2 separate regions of the Sus scrofa genome follow, and region 1 is linked to region 2. The links are chromatin contacts, called in public HiChIP or PLAC-seq maps. All regions are on one chromosome and are shown on one strand. Each heading gives the region's core, a stretch centred on a gene start, on an enhancer-like site or on the middle of the called end of the contact. The rest is flanking DNA. Distances are from core to core; before and after follow the strand shown.

The links. HiChIP or PLAC-seq counts read pairs in DNA pulled down with a chosen protein or histone mark.
Region 1: an H3K27ac HiChIP or PLAC-seq map of alveolar macrophages shows a contact between it and region 2, with 5 times the contacts expected there. The contact joins two enhancer-like sites. A contact is called at or near these places in 1 of 5 promoter capture datasets (fetal liver) and 1 of 2 datasets of contacts at active chromatin or transcription factors (alveolar macrophages).

What each region holds. Positions count from the first base shown.
Region 1 is chr17:37,627,550-37,633,039 of Sscrofa11.1, forward strand. It overlaps a transcript of ASIP not described here. Among named protein-coding and RNA genes, the nearest start is that of ASIP, 4.4 kb to the right of the region's middle. Within about 2 kb of position 2,187, at least 1 of the 83 cell types and tissues checked has an H3K27ac peak or open chromatin away from gene starts, as enhancers often do. A contact at or near this core is called in alveolar macrophages, where this site is marked.
Region 2 is chr17:37,290,044-37,296,182 of Sscrofa11.1, forward strand. The region is part of intron 1 of CHMP4B (charged multivesicular body protein 4b); the gene reads left to right. Among named protein-coding and RNA genes, the nearest start is that of CHMP4B, 7.7 kb to the left of the region's middle. Within about 2 kb of position 4,243, at least 11 of the 83 cell types and tissues checked have an H3K27ac peak or open chromatin away from gene starts, as enhancers often do. A contact at or near this core is called in alveolar macrophages, where this site is marked.

The DNA of each region.
Region 1 (5,490 bases), core at 937-3,436, 340 kb after region 2:
GTAGTCATTATAAGTTTATACCTCTAAGTTCTTGTATTAAAAAAGAAGAAAGATGTAAGATCAAATGCTCTAAATTTCCACATTAAGAAGCAAGGAAAAAGAGAGCAAATAAATGCAGAGTAAGCAAAAGGCAGGTCATTATGAATGTAAGAATGGAAATCGGTGAAATAGAAGATAGTCAAAAACTTGGGAAAATTAGTGAAATTAAAAGTATGTTCTGGAGCCATCGTGGCTCAGCGGTTAACAAACCTGACTAGCATCCATGAGGATGTGGATTTGATCCCTGGCCTTGTTCAGTGCGTTAAGGATCTGGTGTGGCTGTAGCTGTGGTGTAGGCTGGTGGCTACAGCTTGGATTGGACCCCAAGCCTGGGAACCTCCATATGCTATGGGTGCGGCCCTAAAAAGGCAAAAAAAAATTTTAAAGTATGTTCTATGAAAAAGTTAACAAAATTGATAATCTCTACAAAACCGATTAGGAAAAAAAAGAGACAGGAGTTCCCACAGCTGCTTAAGAATCCAGCGTTGTCTCTGAGATGGTACAGGTTCAATCCCTGGCCCTGCACAGTGGGTTAAGGATCCAACGTTGCCACAGCTCAGGCTACCATGTGGGACACAGCTCAGGTTTGATTCCTGGCTCAGGAAATTCTATATGCCCCAAGTGCAGCTGAAAAAAAAAGAAAAAAAGAGGAAACGATAGATTACTTTCTCTGATCTCCTTGTCTCCAGATGTGTCACATCAATCTACCTTCTACAGCTCTGTTAGTGCAATTCTCCTGCGGCAAATGGAGGTTCCCTGGCTAGGGGTTGAATTGGAGCTATAACTACCTGCTGGCCTACACCACAGCAACAGCAACACCAGATCCGAGCCGCATCTGTGACCTACACCGCAACTCACGGCAACACCAGATCCTTAACCCACTGAGTGAGGCCAGGGATCAAACCCACATCCTCTTGGATACTAATCAGGCTCGTTACTGCTGAGCCACAGTGGGAATTTCCAATACAATATTTGTGAATTAAACCTGATTATATGTCTCTCCTGCTTAGAACCTTTCAGCAACACCGCAAGGTATGGTGTAGGCTCCTTAATCTGCTCTGTAAAAAGCCCTCCCTGTCTGTTTTCTCCTTATCCTTTGTGCCCTTCCTGCCCTCATCCTTGTTTCCCTCCACATATTTGCTACCACTGGCCTTTCTGTCTGAAATGTGGTCTCCTTCTGCTGTCTTTCTCCGACTCCCCTGCCCCCGCCACCCCCTCATAACTAAGTCCTATTCATCATTTAAGGTTAAGCTCAAGTGTCACTTCTTCAGAGAAGCCTTCCCTGACTAGCCCCATTCCCAGGGCCCATCAGGTGCTGGCTTATCTTATGTATGCCTTTGTCAATGCACAAGCCTCATTTATTATTTTTATAATTACATTATATGTATCTCTTCTTCTGGACTGTAAACTGTAGGCAAGAACAATGAAGAAGAGAAATCCATGCACAAGTCTGCACTGCCCCCAGGTGGCCACATCAGAGCTCTGGTGTGGGAAGCAGAATACCCAAGTTAGGTATGTCTCAGCTGGACACCCAGCAGTGGGGAGACCAGGGGAGAAGCCAAGACATGCAATCATCAAATTGGGTACTGGAATATTTAAGGAATGCCTTTCTTCAATATCACTGTGTGATTTTTGGCATAAACTTAAGACATATTCAGAGAAGTCAGTTCAGTTCACCACCTAAAATGTTTGAGGACTTAGGGCTACAGAATCCTAAGAAAGCTAAAATAATTTTTCAGTTTTTACCATAAGATTTTTTTTTAGAGCTAAGACTAATTTTCTCATATTCAATCACTCAATTATTGGGGCCTTAGTTTATGCCATGCACTATACTAGAAATGGTGGCTATAAAGACATCGTCCCTGCCTACAAAGATTTTACAGTCCAGAAGAAGAGATAAATATAATGTAATTATAAAAATAATAAATAGCAATAATAAAGAGGCTTGTGTGTTGACAAAGGCATACATATGATAAGCCAGCACCTGACGGACCTTAGGAATGGGGCTAGTCAGGTAGGCTCCTCTGAAGATGCGACACTTGAGATTAACCTTAAATGATGAATAAGGTTACTTCCTCTCCCCTCCTCTTCATTCATTCTCCCCATGCTATGACTTCACTCATTTTGTATCCGCAGCTCTTAGCATAATGCTTGGCACATAGGAAATACTTAACAAACATTTGTTGAATATGATGAAAGCTGCAAGGCATTGAGCAAAATATGGTTCTTTTATTTTCACTTTCTATTTCCATTTCTCAGGAGATTTTGGTTACTGGTGCCAATTTCCTCTTCTAATCATTTCTGTTCTTTCTGGGCCATATGCATCCCATTCCAATTTTACCTAGCTTTCTTTGGCTAGCTCTCACAACCCACTCCATTCATTTATTTCATCATTCAGCACATGTTTATTAAACATCTGCTGTTCTGCAGGCACTACTCAGGCATTGAGGATACAGCAGTGGAAAATATAGATGGGATATTTTCATGGAGCTTACATTATGGCTGAATAACTAAACTAAAAACAAGTAAACAAACAAGATAATTTCAAATAATGATGAGTTCTAGAGAGGAAATAAAGTGATGTGCTAGGGAGTGAAGAGAGGTTAGTCAGGTGAGCCCTCTTTGAGGAGGAGACATTGAAATCTGGAAGACAAGGAGGAGAAATCGATTTGAGGATCTGCAGGGGGAAAAGGCAAGTACGCAGGCCTAGATAAGATCAAATGACTGAAAATTATCAAGCATTATATCCTTAGCCCATCAATATCCCTTCATCTCTTTCACTAGAGAAGCTTTAATCCCTTCTGAGAAGTGATTGACTTCCCTTAACTTCCACCATCTCTACCACTCAAATCATAAAATTTTCTTCAGTGGATCTCATTGAAGCTCATCTGAAGTTCATCTGATGGAAATACCAATCTATGGGATTAGAGGCTTTATGTGGTCCCTTTTGTGGGAATCTATTTTAAGGGGCTTCCTCCCCTATCATTTCCAGAAGGACTAGATGCTGCCCTCCCAAGTCTAGGAAAGGTTCATCTCACAGGAACATCTCTCAGATGGAAATCCAGGGGTAGCATGAAGGGGAAAAACACAATTCTCTGGACAGACAACCATGAGTGCGAGAGCTTAGAGTCCACTTCAGTGAATCCCAGGACTGTCTCCTCACCCCATGGCCTTTTTTTTTTTTTTTTTTAGGGCCATACCCAAGGCACATGGAATTTCCCAGTCTAGGGGTTGAATCAGAGCTACAGCTGCCAGCCTATGCCACAGCCACAGCCACGAGGGATCCAAGCCCCTGAGACCTACATTACAGGTCACGACAATGCCAGATCCTTAACCCACTGGGCAAGGCCAGGGATTGAACCCTTGTCCTCATGGATACTAGTCGGGTTTGTTTCTGCTGTGCCACAGTGGGAACTCCCCTATGGCCATTCTTGTTACCATTTCTCCACACTGTGTGTTGCCCTCCACTGGGCTGTCATGCCCAGCTGGTGAGGGAATCCAAAAGAGTTGGCCTCCTCTCTTAGATGCCTGAGCAGTGGTTTAAAGGGGCCGAGGGCTTCCTGCAGCCGGAGACATGAAATGCTCTTAGTAAGCCAGGAGCCAGAATCAAAACCATATGGTTTGCTTTGCAGCAAAGATCACAGGGCCTGAAAAATTAGAGTAAGGAGGGGACAAGTTTTCGGGGTAAGGCCAATGTGCCTATCCTAATCCTAGCAGCCCTGTACTCTTACCTGAGATCCCTCCTGTCCTTGAACTCCTGGCCATTTGGACTCTCCTCAGGCCCAGACTGGTAGAAGTTCCAACAATAAAGTCAGGAAGACTGAGATTATCCACCCCCAGTACATCCTTGTCCCCTAAAATCCTCTTCAACAGATGGTTCCTAAATGAAGACTCTCCTTACTTACTCTTATCTCTAATGAATTGACATATATATCCCACATCTTAAAAATATTAAACTAGCAGCCCTTTATCTGCTTTAAAAAACTGTGAATCTAAAATTTTTCTTACATTTTTAAATTTGTCTTAGATCTTTCCAAGGTGCTCCTGAGGTAGAATCCATAAGCATCAAAAAGAAATGCAGGAGATCCTGCAGTGGTTAACAAATCCTACTAGGAACCATGAGGTTGCAGGTTCGATCCCTAGCCTTGCTCAGTGGGTTAAGGACCTGACGTTGCCATGAGCTGTAGTGTAGGTTGCAGATGTGGCTACAGCTCTGATTAGACCCCTAGCCTGGGAACCTCCATATGCAGTGGGAGTGGCCCTAGAAAAGGCAAAAAGACAATAAATAAACAAATAAATAAATATTTTATATATATATATAAATGCATGCTGGCATTCCCTGGTGGTACAGTGGGTTAAGGAGCCAGCATTGTCACTGCTGTGGCGTGGGTTTGGTCGCTGGCTGGGGAACTTCTTTATGCCATAAGCTTGGCCAATAAGAAAAAAGAAAAAAAGAAATTCATGCTTATGACTACTTCTAAAAGGATAAACTACATGGACCTAATGTGGAAGCCTGGATTTGGATTTGCTTTAGGACTTCAAATGCCAGGGCTTCTGTTAGTTCCAGTGGGTTCCTGTCCTTACTGATACGTGAGCCAGGATTGTTTACAGACAAGTTGGGGAGGAGGGGCTGCATGCCTGGAGCTAGGATAGCCTGCAGTGTCATCTGCTGAGCAGACCAAGGCCAAGGCACTTGAGGAAAGGTTGAATCCTAATTCTCTATCTACCCCACTGCCTTTCTGCTCCTCTGACCCTAAACCACCACTTCAGTGGCTACCTGTAAAAGGCAGCATTTGTGGGAAAAGGCCTATGTCCACAACTCTCCATTTCCATGCAGAAGGGTTTGGGGTGGATGCTTTTGCTTTAGGGCTCAGACTGACCCATAAACGGGAAGAACATTCCAAGTTGCTCTTTACTATAAGGAAGGGGTAGAGGGAGTTCCCTTGTGGGGTTAAGGATCTGGTATTGTCACTTCAGCAGCTCAGGTTGCTCCTGTGGCACAGGTTCGATCCCTGGCTCAGAAACTTCTTCATGCTGCAGGCACAGCCAAAAAAAAGGAAAAAATGGGTACAGCCTCAATGCCTCAGAGTTGAGAGCCTGCCCCATAAGCCTCTCCCACAATCTATTCACCCAGGGCTAGTCTGCAGTATGCTGGGTCATGGAAGAAAAAGCAAAAGCAAAAAACAAAATGAAACAAATAAACATGAATTTTCCTAACTTTCATCTGTAGGTAATTTTTTTTTTTTTTTTTTGTCTTTTTGCCTTTTCTTGAGCCACTCCCGCCGCATATGGAGGTTCCCAAGCTAGCGGTATAATCAGAGCTGTAGCCACTGGCCTATGCCAGAGCCACAGCAACGCAGGATCTGAGCTGCGTCTGCCACCTACACAGCTCACGGCAACACCAGATTCTTAACCCACTGAGCAAGGCCAGGGATCGAACCCACAACCTCA
Region 2 (6,139 bases), core at 2,993-5,492:
CACGATACCCACTGAGCCTTCAAGCTCCATGAGGCAGGATGTTGTGGTCATGCTCATTGCTGTGTCTCGTGCACCTAGCATGGTGCCTGCCATGGAGTTACTGCTCAGTACATACTTCTTAAATGAATGCAAACAATCTTGGGAGTAGCTTCTCTTATTCCCACTGTCCCGAGAGGAATGTGAGCCTGCAGAGAGGATGTAACTCAGCTCAGAGACCAGTTCTGGTGGCTGTGGGCATCTTGTGTTTGTTTACTCCTGTGATGGCTTCCTTGGAGGCATCATCATGACCTTTATCATCACTCATTAAGCACCCACCTGTGCAAGGCGTGGTGCTGAGTCGGGGGAAAAAGAAGTAAGACAGGACCAGGCCCTGCCCTGTGAAGGGTGTTGTAGCCAACTGTGGGTACTATTTTTGCAGTGTACATGTTGAAAGATGATAAATTGTCCTTTGAAGCAAACCTCTGCAGCTCAAGTAGATTATTTGCATGGGGCAGGTGCATTCCAGGCAGTGGCCTCAATTAGGAGCCTAGAGCAAAATGTGGATTGCATACTTTTTCCAGATTTCTTTTCCTTTCCTTCAGTCATGTATATATTCTTAAGGGCGTGGCAAGCTCTTAAACTGTGTCCTGGGTCCCATGCTCAGTGCTGAGAGCTGAGTGCTGGGAATATAGAGAAACCAGGCATAGACTCTGCCATCCAAGGCATGTAAGTCTTGTCACTTTACTTTTCTGTCAAGTGGAAACAGTATTCACCTCACATGACTGGGGTGAGGATTAGCTAAGATCATGTATGAGAGAGTGTGGTACATTTTGGATATTGAGTAAGCATTCTTTTCTTTCCATTTTTGATCAGGTTATTGTTGATCACACTTCTTTGGTTTAATTGTCAAGTGGAAAAGTTCTTTCACAGGGAACTGAATGGGAACCAGGATTGCTGACAAAAATCTCCCCAACTTAGGTCTTTTTTGGTACCTTTCCAGACAGTGCCCTGTTGGTTTTCTCTCTAAAAAAGATGATTGAATGTCAAAGATTCTTTTCTTCTTAACACCTTGTAATTAGTTATGAAATATCTACTCTAGGTGGTTCACATTTCCCTCTTTTCCTGTTTTAATAAAGATGAAACCACGTTGTAGAAAGGGTCATATTTTAGTTTAACAAAAGAATTATATGAGACTGGGAAATGGAGATTGGGTAGCCCACCCTACACTGGTCTATTTTTGTTGGATTTATGGATGCAAATCAGTTCATTTACAGGTTAATTTAGGTTCAGTTGAAAGTGTCTGATGGATGCAGAGAGGCCAGACACTCATGGGAAATAGATCTTCATTAACTCCTGCTCTTTGCTGGAGCCAGGGTGGCTCTCCCATGTTTAATAAAGTTGTTCTAGGGAGTTCCCGTCGTGGCGCAGTGGTTAACGAATTCGACTAGGAACCATGAGGTTGCGGGTTCGATCCCTGCCCTTGCTCAGTGGGTTAATGATCCGGCGTTGCCGTGAGCTGTGGTGTAGGTTGCAGACACGGCTCGGATCCTGCGTTGCTGTGGCTCTGGTGTAGGCCGGTGGCTACAGCTCCGATTCAACCCCTAGCCTGGGAACCTCCATATGCCGCAGGAGCGGCCCAAGAAATAGCAACAATAACAACAACAGCAACAACAACAAAAGACAAAAGACAAAAAAAAAAAAAAAAAGTTGTTCTAAAATGTTAGCATCTGGAAAGACATCTTAATAAGATAAATTTATAGTGAGTGTGGTTTTTGGTTCTCTGCTATCAGGGTGTCAGGTTGAAAAGCCCAGTATCTCAGTGGTGCATGTGCCGGCCAGATCTCCTGTCCCAGAGGCCCAGAGATGGAAAAACTGAAACCCACCCAGGGAACTGAGCAATGGGAATTTCCCTTGATGATGCTTCAGTTTCTTGTTTACAGGAATGGTTGGCCAGATTGGCACTGGTTTGCTTCTTAAGACAGATGGAGTGTCAGAGAGGCCTTATGTGTTGGCTGTCCAAATATGGCGGCGCTTTTGATTCAAATTACGAAATCTTTTTTTGCCCCATTTGGCAGGAGGATTAAATATTTTTAAGTGCCTACTAGTAGGTTTCTAATGTGATTTGAAATTCACGATTGATTTTGTTTGGAAGTTGAGCTAAATGTGAGGACCTTTGAGCTAGACTGTTTTGCTTTTAGGGAAGTTCTGAGTTGTCCTGAGTTGGGTTTATGTGCACAGAGCTAGTTTCTGGAGAACAGCCTGTGAAGATGTGTGTGAGTTCTCCACCTCTGGGGCAGAAAACCAGGACCTGATTTGCTTGCAGTGGTCCAGAGCCCTGAGATGGAGCCGGGCCTACTGGGAGGAAGAGATGGGGTTGAGTTCTTGGAGCCTTGAGGGATTCCTTGGGGCAGAAAAGCTTTGTGAAAAATCGGTCCTCTTGCCCCGAATTGTCTTGTGTTCTCCCACTGTCTTTAAACAAGAGAGAGAGGATATCCCAAAACAGCAACAACTTTACATTGGTCATTTCGAGTCTGGATAGTAGTAATTAGAAGGAAAATTTGAGCACTGCAACAGGAAACCACAACAGACCTAGCTGGATATAGTACTGGCCTGTTTTTAAGGTGTTTGGCTCAAGTCAGCAGACGTGTGAGTTCCTCCTAGGAGGAAAGCAGCATGATGGTGGAGGTAGAAGTTTCCCATTTTGAGGTGCCAGCTTCACCACTCACCAGCAATACCTCAGCAGTTATCCTCTCGGAGTCTGGATAACTTTATTCCCATCTGTAAGCAGGGAGTAATAGCATTACTTCTTAGGGTTCTTGTGAGGATATGAAATAAGTTGATATGTGCAAAGTGCCTGGCAGAGAGCCTGGCAGAGAGGAGGCATGTAAATGTCTCCTTGGTTTCCCAGGTGTATATAGTCTTAGGCGAAAGAAAGGGTATAGAGATGGACAGAACACTACAAGGCCTCACAGTTCAGTGAAGACGATACACACGCGTACAAGTAACTGATAAAAGGCAAACCATGTACAAATGAAGTGTTAGATTGAAATATAGTTGGAAGAGATTAATTCATCTCTGAGGGGTGGCAGGTTCATCTCACCCAGTCAGCCATCCAGTGCCCAGATTCCCTTTGCAGTATTTCCTGCCAGTGATTAACCTCTGATTGACCCTCTGCTGATAGGATTTGTATTAGGTGCTCTATCCTCTCACATTACAGCATAGTCTGTCTTTGGACAGCTCTGACTATACAATCACCTTTCTTATTTGGAACTATAGTGCCAACCTCTGGTGCAGGTTGGGGTGGCTGCTCTATGGGGAAGGAAGCAGCTCCGGCTGGTGGAAAGAACGTGGGATCTGGAGTTAGGAGGCTTAGAAGCAAATCCCAGCTCTGACACCAGACAATGGTGAACTGTTTTCTTCCATTGGAAATGAGGTTGCTAATTCTGCCTTGGGGCTGCAGAGAACAGGTCCAGTCTACCTTTGAGAAGAGAGATAGGAAAAATGAGGCTTACGTCTTAACCTGCGCTTCTCTAGGACGGATCTCTGTCCTCGACTGTTCCTTGCTTGGTGTTCCTGCTTTTTCCTTGTTACCCTCCTCTGCATGTGTTCATCAGTGTTGCTCTCAAGGTGTGGAGTGGGCAGAGCTGACCACTCGGAATGTGCCAGCTGAAGTCTGAGCAGCACAGCCCAGAATACGCAGGACTAGCTCGTCCTTCCTCTCCCTCCCTCCCTCTCCTTCCTTATCCCTGAGATTGTTTGTTTGTTTGTTTGGAACCATTACACTTTCCCATACCCTTTCATTAGTAAAGGAACAAGCATCTAGGAACCCCTGAAGTTTGGCCCTTCTTAAGGAGTCTTAGCTGAAGGATTGAATGATTTAAGTTCTTAACCAGAGCATCTGGCTGGCTTGGTCTCCCGTGGCTTCTATTTCTAGCTCTCCCTCCTCCCTCTTCCTTGTGTGACAAAGCTGGAGGGAGGGTTTATTTGAGGGATGTTGGAAAGCTATACATCTTTATGGTCCTGAATGTTTAGCTCAAAAGGTTAGTGGTATGGAAAAAGTCTCTGGGTTTGGGATCAGAAGACCTGAGTTCAAATTCCACCTCTACTTGCGAGTGAAAGTCTCCTCCTGTCCCTGAACATTAGCTTCTTTAACTGCAAAAACGGGATACAGTATTTACTATACAAGTTTTCTGCTCTTACAGAGAGTGAACAGGTGGTTGTCAGAGGGGAGGGATGTGGGAGCACGAGTAGACTGGGTGGGGGAGCTTAAGAAGTACAGACTTTTATTTATAGAAATAAATGAGTCAGGCCGAGGAGATGTAAGCATGGGAAATACCGTCTGTAATGTTGTAATAACTTTGTATAGTGACAGATGATAACTAGACTTATCATGGGGATCATTTTGTCATTATAGAAATACTGAATCACTATGTACACCTGGAACTAACATAGTATTGTGGGTCAGTTATACTTCAATTAAAAAAAAAACGACAACACGGCCTTGTAAATCAACTATACTTCAGTTTCAAAAAAGGTTAAAAAAAAAAAAATGAAAAACAGCAACAAAAACTTTGCTACTCAAAGTGTGGTCTGTGGGAACATTTTGCAATTGTTAGAATTGCAGACTCTCAGGCTCCACCCAGACTGACTGAAGCAGAACCTGTGTGAGAGCTCCAGGTGGTTTGTATGCACATTGAGTTTGCCAGTCGGCTCTCAGTAGTTGCTGTAGGGATTACATGAGAATTTGGGGCATTTTTCGTATGTCCATGCCAGTATTCTTTCTTTCCTGGACACTCAGGGATGTTACCTGTCTGACTAATGGGCTCACTCATTTTGCGGCTCAAAGATTGAACTCTTATCCAGCTTGACATATTCCTAAATACCTTGAGTAATCTGCTGAGGCCACAGAATGGTTGTAAGGTTTAGTAGCATGTGCCTGCCTTCCCTTGAAAAAGCTCTTGAAGCACATGTCCTGCCGATGGGGTAGCAGCCTTCTTCATGGAAGAAGCCAGCCATCTGGATAACTGACAAGCATTCAGTCAAGCTCTTGGTTGTGAGGACCCCACTGGTTGTCCAGCACCAGCAACCCTGGTCACAAGTTAGGGGTAGTTCCCATCCTCAGGGAGCACCACTGCCTGGTGCGGGGACAGGTTGGTGAAGAAAGAGCTTCCCAGGTGAAGAGGAGTTAGCGCTACCTGGAGTAGGCTAGGAAGTGAGGTCCCCCCACCCCCACTTTTGGTCACCCGGCGGCATATGGAGTTCCTGGGCCAGGGATCAGATCCAAGCCATAGTGGAGACATAAGCTGCAGCTGCAGGAACACTGGATCCTTAACCCACTCTGCTGGGCCAGGGATCAAACCTGCATCTCAGTGTTCCCAAGACGCCGTCAATCCCGTTGCACCACAGTGGGAACTCCGGAAATGAGTTTTTTTAAGTCATATCTTTTTTCTACCAGGAATTATTTTTCAGTGCATTCTGACTTCGTGGTTGTCTCCTATTCTGTTTACATAGCATCGACACTATTCTGATCCCCCAGTTTTCTGCATCAGGAGGAACAGATGTTCTCTGAGTGCCTGTTCTGTGTGAGGAGCCATCTGAGGGGCCATGTGGGTTTCCAGGCAGTGAAAAAGACAGCCTGGCCCTGTGGATCCTGCAGTTGGACAGATCGGTGGCTTTCTCAGAGAAAAAAGTTGTCACAACTATACAGCCTATAAATTTCCTGAGTAGAGTCTTGGAACCATCCTAGGTAAAGTGTTTCTTTCAGAAGCTTATGGATAAAATAAAGCTAGAAAATGCAGGGAATTTCTCAGCTAGAGGAGAAGGAGTGAGGTGGGATGATGAAACTAGAAATTCCATCATCAAACTTGACCTGTTTGATTCTATAAAATGATAGTTTTCTGGATTTTAAGGGGATGGTGAATTTTTGAACAGGGATTCCTAGTTGGGTTAAAACCCAGTAAAGAGCTTTGTCAGCTCTTTTTCACCCTTAAAACAAAAACAAAGCCCAACCTCCCCCAAAACAAACAAAAAGACCCAGGGTCAAGCTGCTTGGCCTGGTTTTCTCCCATTCAACGATCAGGGCAGTTGAGTTTGCTCAGAGCCCAGAGGCTCCGTGAGTCCCCAGACAGTTCAGACATTCATCAGTCAGGGTTTCCTGCTT